2 separate regions of the Mus musculus genome follow, and region 1 is linked to region 2. A link is a contact called in public promoter capture Hi-C data. All regions are on one chromosome and are shown on one strand. Each heading gives the region's core, a stretch centred on a gene start, on an enhancer-like site or on the middle of the called end of the contact. The rest is flanking DNA. Distances are from core to core; before and after follow the strand shown. Region 1 overlaps Cdh20 (cadherin 20). Region 2 has its middle 94 kb from the start of Gm41924.

Region 1 (6,196 bases), core at 3,274-5,773, 690 kb after region 2:
ACTTATGTCAGAAAATGACAATATCCACATGTGTGCACATGTGCATACAGAAGTGCATGTTCAGTGTTAGTGGGGGCTGGAGATCAGTGTTGGTCACTTTCCTCAATTTGTCATAGTCTTATTTCTGAGAACTGGAATCTTACTGAAACCGATTCATGAATTTATCCAGTCTAGCTAGAGGCCAGTAAGCTTCAAGAATCCCCCTGTCTCTGTGCCCCTGGCACTGAGATTGCAGATGCATGCCACAATGCCCAGCTTTCAGCATGGGTACAGGGATCCATACTCAGGTCCTCTTTATTGGATGCCAATCATACTAGCTAAGCCTAGGCCCAGTCCTGAAGAAAGCTTTAAAAGTGCTCATCATAGAATTTACACAAGTGAGGAGATAAAGTTGCTGGCCTGGTTATTCAAGAATATCACTTGATACTGTTTTAAATTGAAATTTAAGTGGAAAATAAAATCATTCTCAATAGACATTAACATGAATACACACTCCTGCAGCCACACCAAAAAGAAGCTATTTACAGTAGTCATTCTCTACCTCTTGTATTTCCAAGTCCTATGAAAGTGAAAGCTACCATTTCTTTGTTTGTGTGGGTATGTTGCAGCTCTGTGTGAAGCTCTTCAGTGATGACTGAGTCCCAAAGATATATCAATCTTTACCCCCTGGTGCTAGATTTATATTCATATGCAATCACATCTGGCTTTTCACATGGGTATTGGATATCCACACTTAGTCCTCAGATTTGCACAGCAAGTATTTCACTAACTGAGCTATGTTCCCCAGCCTACAGCATTCTAGTTAAGACACTCACACTTCCCATATCATAACTGTGTGGGCCTTTAGTATACATATTTCCAGTCACACTAAATTAAAAATAGAAATGGCAAGAATAAGAACCCTGTAGCTAGCTAGAATTACCAGGGTGGTAAAACAAAACAAAACAAAACAAAACAAACACCTCTACAAATTGATAAATATTATAATAGATATCTCCAAAACAATTTTAAATTCTAACTGTAGTATCTTAAAATAAAGTAATTCTTAATTCTGAGAAAGAATGACCTAGACTGAATATTCATTATTGAGTGAACTTTAATAGTTTGCTTAAAAAGTAACTATGTAGGTCTGACCAGATGGCTTAGACAAACCTGAGTTTAAGTCCAGAGAAGAAGAAAAATGAATCCCAAAAATTTACCCCCTCGGCACATTATGGTATGTGAACATGCACACATGAACATACATACATACATACATACATACATACATACATACATACATACTCCACACATACACACACACAAGTTAACACTGTAACAAGATTTAGATTATATCCTAGGAAGCAGAAATACTGGTTATAAAAGCAGTATAAATCTAAAAGTAGGCATATTTCTTAGCAGAAGTTTATAGATTATTGTGACTGTGTGAATGGTAATTGTTACATTTTAAAAATAGATGCAGATGTAATATTTATGAGGTAAATAATTCTAAGTGATTCCATAGCTCCCCTTTTTAAATAAAAGCAACCTAGCCTATTTATGTCATAAATGTTCAAAGTTCTTTTCTCTCATTTACCATAAAACCTTATTTCCTTTCAATACTACACATTGTACATTCCCATAAGAAAATATGTCTTTCCTGACCTTATACCCTGGCCACATAAAGCTCCAGAGTCTGTTGTCTGTACTGTCACTCTTGTCTTCTTATGTCTACCTTGATCAACTTAACTCACTAAGAAAGGTATTCGAAACAAACCAGGGGTCAGGAAGCAGAATAAAGTCCATGGAAATCTTAAGACAGTTTTTCCATAGGTCAACAATTTAAGGCTAATATCTCATGAGAAAAATATAATTCCATTGCTAAAGTTCTGTTTTGAGGGAACCAGTGTCCTCTCAAGCTAATTTTGGGAAAGGGGGAGACTTTAGAGTACAGTGACTAAAATAATTGATAAGCTTGGAGGCATGAGGCCCAGCTTATCCTTTTTGAAGGCCTTTTGGAAAGTGAGAGCATCCACCATCCCTTGCCCTCCCCCTGCTCTTCATCCTCCTCTTCACTAGGATTCTGCAAAGCACAAACACCCTAACCCTCACTGAGTGTCCCAGTTGCCCCAACTCCAAAACTTTCTTAGACTTGGATAAGAGGCAGAATCCGCTGGTAGCAATAAGACTGCAGGGACCCATCCTTTGGCAAGGAGAAATGCTGAACTGAAACCCTCAAGAGTGTCCAATGCTAACTCTTAGTCTCTCTATGTAGTGGTGAGTTCACCAGGGAAACATCACGTAGATATTTTCATCAGATTGTTGCATTAGGATCATATGCAAATAATTTTATTGCAAAATGTGCTTCCTAGTCTATCACTGGAGAATCACATATGGTATAGTTTTTCTCCCTATCCTCTTGAGAACATTAACAGTTCTATAGTCACAGTGGAGAATCATGTTTGTGACATTTAGAGGTTTGCTTTCTGGAAAAAAAAGTGGAAAAATAGCATTCATGTGACAGTGAAGATAAGACTTTATAGCCTAATGCTAAAGAGATTCCATTTCCCAGGATCCACCAAATAGCAAGCTTACAACGTTAACAGTCTTCGGGAAGCCACCACTGTTAACCAACACCTGACATGAAATTCTAAGTTGGAAAGCTCCAATCACATGACAGAAACATCCAGATAATTATGGAGAAAGTTGTATATTATGGTTTACACCCTAAGATTATTGTGTTTCCTACCTTGGGAAAGACCATACCTTCCCTTGCATATCAATTGAGCTGTACACAGAACAAGTGTGCTTTGGCAGTTTGTAAGGTAATTTCATACATGTAGCAGCTTACACTTCTGTGTATGAAAAAACTCTCTGAGCCACGGGAACAATTAAAATAATTTCCAGAGCACAACCGCAGAATCTAAGCTGGAGTACTGAAAGCAGAGCTGCTTTCCCTTCTAGTACTAGCAGTTGGTGTTTGCTCAGCATCCCTGTGTTCCAGTGCTCCAGCCCCAGAGCTTTGCCAGTGACTTGGGTGATTGCTGGGGGACTGGCTTCTATTACTTCCATTGTGCAGGTACGACGAAGAAAGTACAAAGAGGTTAAATAATTGCCCATGATCACAAAGCCTGTGAAGAAAATGGAGATTACAACATAAAATTCCATCTGCATATCAAAGTAGGTTGTATACTCTGGAAAACCAAGTTCTGTGGGTATCATGTGTCCCTTCTTTGTCACTACTCCCATGATTAATCGGCTTGCTTCAACTGCATCTGTAAGAGCATTTGTCTATCCCAAGTGAAGCTGAGTTACTTGCAAGTTTCACTATGGGCAGAGATGGTAACACCATGTGGTATGCAAGGTTTTCAGACCCCGTCTTCTTCCCAAACAGCCCATTTTCCTCACAGCTCATAACAATTCAATGCTCCAAACTATGCTAAGGATATTGTGAGGGAGCTCCCTTTTTTGGCTTGTGTGTGTAGGGTGTGTGTGTGTGTGTGTGTGTGTGTGTGTGTGTTCATCATTCTTTTCTCCTGCTTTCCCTTTTCAGTATCTATGCCACTGAGACACTGTTAATGGGCTCTGCCTCCAGCTCCTCTGCTCTAGCTCTTCTTTTCTGTCCTCTCATTGCCCCTTTAAGTCTTCCTATTTTAAATCACTGTGGTGGAAGTTGGCTTAAATAAAAATGCGATGCCATCCACACCGCACACATAATGTCCATGGGACTCTACTTACCATAATCATCACTTCAGTTGTGGAGAGTGCCCTCGACCACGACTTGTTGGGTCCCTAAGGCCACTTATTGCATACGCTGGCTTCTAGGTGACAGTAATGTAGTTCTTGAAGAAAACTTGTTTACATGACTTCAAATTTTGCTAAGTTCCCTTTAAATATGTACTAATAAAAGGGTAGGGAAGAGTAGTGGTTTTAATGTGGTCCTCTGTTTTACTTCCTGCTTTCTACAGAGGGAAACCCATTTCCATTCAAACCGTTGCAGATGACCACCCCAAACAAACACCTCCCCCTCTCTGGGAAAAATCCCACAGAAAACTGTGGTAATTGCTCCAAATCTGGAGCTTTATCTGCAAAGTCGTTATGACATTCAGAGAGCTGGGACGCACAGCAACAGGCCTGCGCTTCTGGAAAGATGAAGCCAATTTCAGGATTCAATTTTCAAAAGGAAATGCCATGTTTGTTTCATGTCAGCTTCTGCTTCAGATCAGAACAAGACAGAAAAAAAAATGAACAAAGCTGAAACCGTTGGTCTGGCTGGCGATTTGCAAGCAGAGCAGAGGGCAGGTGGAAAGTCTTTCTGTTGACTGGAGCCCCATTTTGTCTGCCCCCGGTCACTCTGGAAAGCAGCTGAGCAAACCTCACTCCTGTTGAATGAGATTTAACACATACGCACACTTCCAAATGTTTATATAAATAACACTATTTTAAAAATACAGACTGGCTGTCATGCAGACAGGTGGTCTGGCTGCCTTAGCAGTTTTGATACAGGCTTGCTGCCCAGTTTGGCAGAAGCCTAGCCTCCCCTCTCCTTCCCTCACAATCATCCTTGAGGGACAATAACACTGCAGTCACGTTTGCATATGTGACCCTCATGCTGATGCAATCTTTCATTAGAGTGAGAGAATTCTGAAAGAAGGCCCATGGCATGTTGTAGATAAGAAGCAGTCTTTGGAGTATAAATGTGGATGAGTGTCAAAACTACCCAAACTGATACAGCTCTCTGAGGTTACATTTGCACATATATATTATTGTTCCCAGCTACCTTGTATGCATATAAAATCAGTGAATGAAAACACATAGCCAGGGTCCTAGGACATGCTCAGTGCCTGGTGCTTGGCCTCAGGACCTGAGGCTGGCTGGCCAGTCTAGCTCAAACGTCAAGTTCTGGGTTCAGTAGAAACCCTCACTCAAAAATAAAATGGAATGTCATCAGGATGATATCCCACATCAACCTGGGCTTCCACAGACACAGGAATGGGTGTGTGCTCCTCCACATACCCGTGCACATATCCCACACATAACAAGTAATACAACTATATAACCATCATATGTATGCATGCACACAAGTATGTATGCACTAAACACAAGAGATCAATTCTAAATGGGTTCTTTTACCCTATATCCAGATTCGTTACCAAAGACCATTTTTCTCACTGATATCTAGTGAGAAGCATTTGAGTTTTGTATTTGCTGGTCTTGACCAAATACACACAGAAGAAGCATCAGCCCATCATATTACTTTGTGTCCCCCCTGCTGGTTAGCTATATGTGTGTGTGTGCTGTACATTCAGATGCTCAATATGACCACGCTGAGTTCATTCAGTGATGGCAGAGACCTTGTTCTCTTAGTCTCTTCATTTTCCAGCTAACGGGGGAAAGGAAAGATGCACCTGCATTCAATGTGTTCTATCAATGAATACAAAGTTCTTACTGTGAGGCAGGCCCTGCCCTTTGGTGCTGAATGACACAGAGGTGACCTGGGTTCAAAAGAGCCTGCTTCTCTTCAGAGGTGTTCAGCCACATACACACATGCAGGACTGTCCACTCATAATGGGAAGCAGAGACACACGGATCTGAAAGACTGCAGGGAGAATAACAAATTATCAAGAAAAAAATGAATGCAAACAGAATAAAATAAAGATGTGACCAGCAACAATTTTACCATGGGAAAGTAAATCATTGTATAATAATACATTGTGTAATATTGAGGTTATTTTATATTTCACACTTTGCAGCTAAATATACTTTTACTATTAAAAAAAGATTACTGTCATGACTCTGAGGGTTATGCTTGGAGGTTGGGCTCTCTCTCTCTCTCTCTCTCTCTCTCTCTCTCTCTCTCTCTCTCTCTCTCTCTCTCTCTCTTTCCCCACTACCATTGCCACACACACACACCCACTCAGGCGCAGCTGCACATTAATTCAACCAAATTAAACTGCTCAGATGAAATACCACTGAAATTCAGTCTGAAGTATAATTTTACTGAAACAAGTATGTAACTTTATTTTAAAAAAAAACACCAAGTTCCCATCAAAAGGTGAAAGAAATATATTACATTAAGATGAAAAAAAGAGGTCTTTTAGGAGAAGGCTGAAATAGCACTTCTTTTTGAAATGGCATGTGGAGGCTTTCCAACACAGGAAAGACGGTGACTTTTTCTTTTTTTTTAAGGCATTTTTTATTAGATATTTTCTTCATT
Region 2 (5,884 bases), core at 222-2,721:
ATGGTGCCCATGTAAAATCTCTAATAACTTACAATTCTTGATGTGATTCCCCCAGCATGTCACATGGAGTGTAGTCATTTGTAGCTCAGTTTGATTTGCAGCATAAGAGTTATTTCAGAAGCACAAGACAATTTTGGCAATGTGCGCTCCTTATGGCTATTACAACAGTATTCTTTGTACCCGGCATTTCAAGCTCTTCTAGAGTCAAGTTAGAGACTCAAGTATGTAACTGATAACTAATTGTATGGTGAATAAACATTGCCACACAGGAAATACACAAATACATTCTTTCCGGGAAATAGTAAGTACAAAGTAGTTTCTTAATTGCTAGTTCATAGCTTCCTGGTCTCAGATGTCATGATTTTGAGTTCTTAATGCTCTAATATTAGACTAATTGCATCCTTGAAATCTAATTGTTCCATTCCAGCACTGACAGCCACAGTGTTCTGTCAAATGCTTCCTGGGGAGTTTCAAGAAGGAAGGGACAAGAAGAGACTTTTAATAGCGAACTCAAAAGTTTGAGGATACTGAACCCTACTTGCAGAATTTCTTAAAGCCGTTAAATTTCAAGAGAAGATGTAGCGTGCAGCATGTTAATGATACCTCCTGTGCTTAAAGCCCTTCCACTCAGTGTTATGTTAGATAAATGACTCACAAAATGCTAATTGGATTCTACTGGCCTCTCTACCCAACCACTAATTTATGCCCTCAAATTAGCTCTTGTTAATCTACGTGTACATATCAGCTGCAAAACTATGAGATACAAATAAACAGAAAATGAGGCATAGTTTTTCCAGAGCCATCTTTTCATTTCCCTGCCCACATTTTCCACATACAGGAATTGGAGTCAGAGAATGAGGGGCCAGTGATCTCAGCTGAAATGAAGGGCTTCATTTGCCTCTTTCTATGCAAACCCAGCCTGTGATGCCAGATACAAATTTCTTCCTGTTGAAAATATCACAGGAGCAGCTGCTCCTCCGCTATTTTGAGTGGATTTTCTGAGAACAGCTTGTAGCTCAATATTGTATATGGTGGATGGTTTGCAAAAGTCTGGCTGTAGGTGGGGAGTACGTAAAAACCTAACAACCAGTGTGAGTTTCAGTATCTGACAGGCAGAGCACAGCGGGTGGGAAATGGGCATTGCTCTGTAGTGCTTAGACTGTAAAAGCACAACTACACTAGTGGCAAATGTGTTTACCACTTTTATTCATCTAACTCAAGTTTAATACTTCTAATCTGCTAGAGTAATTTTAAGTGGCAAAAAAACAGAACTTAGTGTTAAAGAAAACTGAAAGAATCCCAAAAAGAGAAAGAAGAGAAAAATAGCTTTAACTGTAAGTGGAAGCTCAGGCCGCAGTAATACACAGGACTGCAAGCCACTTCACTTCCTCACCAGGTTTGAAGAATGTTCTCATCATCACTTTCTTCTACCTGAGGCCTAAGTTGTTGTTCAGTCACTGTTTACGGTCAAAGCAAACAGTCCCTGGGTACATTGCAGATGCATGTTCAGCCTGAGCAGGAGCCAGAGTGCTATCAAAACAGTGTCAGCTTCTAAAGTCAGTCTAGCCAACAATGTTAAAGAATCACAGAGAATCTAACACACTATTTGGCACCTTCCAGAAAGCTCTCACAGAAACCTCTTCCTCAAGCCTTATCATCTATTGTTAAATCAGTTTCTCTAAGCTTCTGCAAAGCACGCTCACAACAACCCTGAGAACTATCCCATAAGACTGTTGTTTAAATATTCATTATCCACATGGCAAGTGGCTATCAATCCAAACTCTCAAGTCTAGTGATGACCTGTATCTTCCTATAAGGTGTCCCGGTGACCATAATGATTAGGACAATTTTTTTTTCTCAAAAATTTACAAACGAAGAGCAGTTGGTGACTCTATTTTAGATAGCTGTGTTGTATTTTTTTAAATTAAGTTTTTACTCTTTTCCATAAAAGCAGTTTGAAATATATATGTATATATCACAGATTTATTATTTCTATCATACACACATAATAATTCGAACATTCTGAAATGACTGATGTAAACTCCTGGATTCAGAATGGCAGTGAATAACTTCTTCCAAAAGCACTGAATTTATGAATCTTGAAGAGCTGTTTTGAGCTGTGAGTGGTCTAGATACATGAAAGGATGGGCTTCCACAGCTATTAGGGTTATCCTGGAATTTTCCTGGAAAGAATCAAAAATATAAAAAATAGAAACTGTAGTGGCAGTGGGTAGGCTAATCTTCAGCATAATCTAATAAACCCTCTGTTTTTGGCTCCCTCTCTCTCACTCCCCAGGTCATCCAGACATCTCAGAACTCTCTTACTTCATGGTACTATCAGAGGTGGAAGGCTTAGCACAGAAGATGATCTCATAGGAGAGTCTGGGATGGAGTCCCAACTGTTTTAGAGAATTAGTATTGCTGATATGTGTTTTCTAAAACAACTTATCAATCTCGAATTTTCTAAATAGCCAGTGTTTTTTTAAAGCTGTATTATTCCATAATTCAATATGTTTTTGCATATATCTTCATATACATTGATTATTCCTGAAAGGTAGCCACTCTGTAAAAAAATAAAGTAGAGTGAAATTCTGGAGTTCAAGAGATGGCTCAGAGTTAAGACAACTTATTCTTTAAAGTTTATACATTTCAGGTCCTGGAAAATTGTGTGAATACAAGCTGCAGGCACGCTGATGCTCTCTGCCTTTCTGTAGGCACCTGCATGCATGTGGAGCTCATAAAATCTTATCGACATAACCTCAACACACACTCATGAACAAAATAAATTCCTTAAAAACATATTGTACTTTCTTTGGACATTTATGGGGAGTTGAATGCCATTCATGAAACCATAATCTCCATGGAAATTCTACTCAAGTATTCTGTGTTGTAGCCCAGTGTCTCTATATTGGACTGTGTCTACAGCAAACATACTTACTAAATTAAAGATGCTTTCAAAATGAGGTCACAATTATGCATGTGTTATTGAAAAAGGTATATAATATTGTGTGAATTGCTTCAATTTCTCCATTATATCATAGTTAGAATCTTAGAGCATTATATGAGACCGATTGTTTAATTATATTCTTGTGTGCTTTAATCCCATAATAGAAGAATCAATAAAATAAATTTTAATTATTTTAAAAGACACTACAACAATCACTAACCACATTTATAAATCTCTTAGATGATGTAATTTTGCTGTTTCAGAATAAATGTGTTCTGTAAAATCTAGACTTGTGTATGTTATCTGTTGCATCACTGTAAATTGTTGACACTTCATCCTTTTCCACTCACCTTCTGAGGTGTTGGTCAGTCAAAGGAGATTCGTCCAGGTAGGAGGCTAAGAATGAGTAAGAAACATTTACCTTTAAGCTTACAGTTCCTGCTTCTGAGATTTTCTTTTAATGAACAAGAGTCAATGAAATGTGTAAGGCAATGAGAAGTGTAATGCTGACCAGTGCTTTCTCATTTATTAGGACCACCTGGATGAGAATCTTTTGGAGAAACAGTAATATGAGAGAAACTCCCCTATCCAAGCTCTCTAATACACAGGGTCCTGAGAATCCTTCTCTCCATCCCATTACTCTTCCTCTCCTGACTAAGTGGAATCAATGCCACTTTGATCAGAGAATTTAAACACTGCAGACAAATGCCTATTGTCTTCTTCTCTATTGGCCCTTGTAGTCACTTTCTCTAGTGTTATACTTATTCACTCTTCAAGTTCTGACTGTCTTGAACACTTTTTAGAGTTAAATAATTTAACTCTGCTTACTAATTAAGCTTAAAAACTTTCCCTTTCCTAATGAAAACCTCTGTTTTCAGTTTATTTCATCTCTTATTCCTATATGACAAACAGATTTGAATCAAAATGAAATGTCCCTCTTTTACTTCATAGGATGTATTTATTGTCACAGAGACTCAATTTTCTGATTTCAAAAATAAGTGGGATCCTAAAACAAAATCGTACTCATTAAACCCAATCCATTATCTCCCAGGCTCTGATTCAATTTGTTCCAAGTACCTTATTCTACCCACATTCCTTTGCATAATTCCCAACATATATGAACTTCATTGATCAACCAGCATGAGTTTTTTTGTACTCTTTGCACTTATATTAATCATTGCAAATTAATAAGTCAACATTCTTATTTCTACATAAATCTTTGTGAGTTTAGTTGCCTAATTCTATTTCTTAGGTTCAATTAATTCTAAACATACTAACAAAATAAAATTTATGAATAAACAAAATGAAAATCTGAGCATACCTCAAGAGAGTCACCATCAAACCCAAGTAAACAACCATCCTGGAAAAAAAAAACTAATATAGAAATTGGGCTGCAATACGGGCAGCTGAATCATAAGATTTAAAGCTAAAACTACATGGAATTTGGTGCATACACATTTACTACTATGCAACATTCAAGAATTGCTTTCTGTTTTAATTCTTAAGATAGTTTTCAAATACTTAATGCTATTTTACAAATGTATGCATGTGTGCATGCATACACACACACACACGCACACACACACACACACACACACACACACAAACACGCTTGGCATTGCTGTTTAAAGTCTTAGCTGACATAGCACCCTCATGGTAGCATGAGTAAGAGTGGGCTTTCTTATCAGAGACATAGTCTTGTTTTTCAAATTAAAGTCATAACTATATAAATATATGTAACTTTAAGCTTTACATGCAGATGCCAGTTCATCAGCTACTTTGTTGTTCTGGGATAACCACTATTATGATAGAGGAAAACAACTCTAGGCAGTTCTTTATATTTGAATTATAGCCACCAGTCTCTCTTACTTTGTAATGAATTAGAAGGATAATTATAAAATATTCTAGGACATTTACAAGAACAAGCCTGCTAAATTTCAGTGTCATCAATTAAGTTCTTTAATTCAGGAAATGTTATCAATGGAGCCCACATAGATTATAGGCTATAGGAGACTAGCCCTAGAATAAGGTGTTCCACACACAAGATGACTGCAAGTGTACCTTAGTCTTCCTGATTTTCTGTAGGGTTTGGGGATTCCACATCCATTCCACCATGGGGCTCTGGCGCTCAGAAAGGCAGGACATGGGAGTTTTGACTGTGCTTTCCCCACACTGGAGCAGAGCATATCGGGCTATGGGAAGCTGCAGAACACTACTGTGTGGGTGGGGCACGGTCTAAGATCCTGAGGACAGCTGGAGCTGGCTTGGGAATCTGTCTGGTTCTCAGACTCTTGGCCATCCAAGCGCCACTGGGAGCCATGGAAGAGCTGAGAACAAAGTGGAATTTTATGGGCTGGATCTAGCCTGGGGACGAAGGGGAAAAGAGTTCTATCTGGGTCCCTCCGGGAAGCAAGAGTCCTTGGCTTGGTTTGGTGGAGGCCATGGATGGGAGCAAGGAGAGGTGCTCTGCAGGAGATTAGATGGCCAACATTTAGGCAAAGGTCTGCTCCATTTTTCCTCATGGCAGTCAAGATGAAAAGAGCAGTCATTGGTTTTAAGACATCCATTGTCATGGCAGAAAGTAGATGAATAAAACCATACCCCACCTCTCAGGGATGGGCCTGAGGTTAAATGCCTTTTGCAGGGAGGGGTGTCTTAGAAGGGGAGTTTGTTGACTAAACCCCCAGGCTTTTGGATACCTCATGAAAATGGAGATCTGTCTAAAGGCTACCCTTGACCACAGGTTACGTCCTCTACCTGTGGAGGGACTTGGGACATTGCCCTTACATGATTGATGGCCAAAAGTCTATGGAGGACTGGTGTCTCATGTCAGGAGCCTAGTGTCCAAGAGCATAGCAACATGCCTGCAGTCTCTCAGGATCACAGGGATTTCCAGCCTGTGCTCAACCAGGAACCAGGCTCACTTTCATGGTCCTA

Evidence for each region. Promoter capture Hi-C pulls out the DNA fragments that hold promoters and counts their contacts.
Region 1: a contact with region 2 is called in a promoter capture Hi-C map of hippocampal neurons, with 2.3 times the contacts expected there. The contact joins two enhancer-like sites. A contact is called at or near these places in 1 of 39 promoter capture datasets (hippocampal neurons) and 1 of 484 Hi-C or Micro-C datasets (cerebral cortex).

Annotation. Positions count from the first base shown.
Region 1 is chr1:104,908,143-104,914,338 of GRCm38.p6, forward strand. The region is part of intron 1 of Cdh20 (cadherin 20); the gene reads left to right. Among named protein-coding and RNA genes, the nearest start is that of Cdh20, 140 kb to the left of the region's middle. Within about 2 kb of position 4,524, at least 8 of the 459 cell types and tissues checked have an H3K27ac peak or open chromatin away from gene starts, as enhancers often do. A contact at or near this core is called in hippocampal neurons, where this site is marked.
Region 2 is chr1:104,226,085-104,231,968 of GRCm38.p6, forward strand. No RefSeq gene overlaps it. Among named protein-coding and RNA genes, the nearest start is that of Gm41924, 94 kb to the right of the region's middle. Within about 2 kb of position 1,472, at least 16 of the 459 cell types and tissues checked have an H3K27ac peak or open chromatin away from gene starts, as enhancers often do. A contact at or near this core is called in hippocampal neurons, where this site is marked.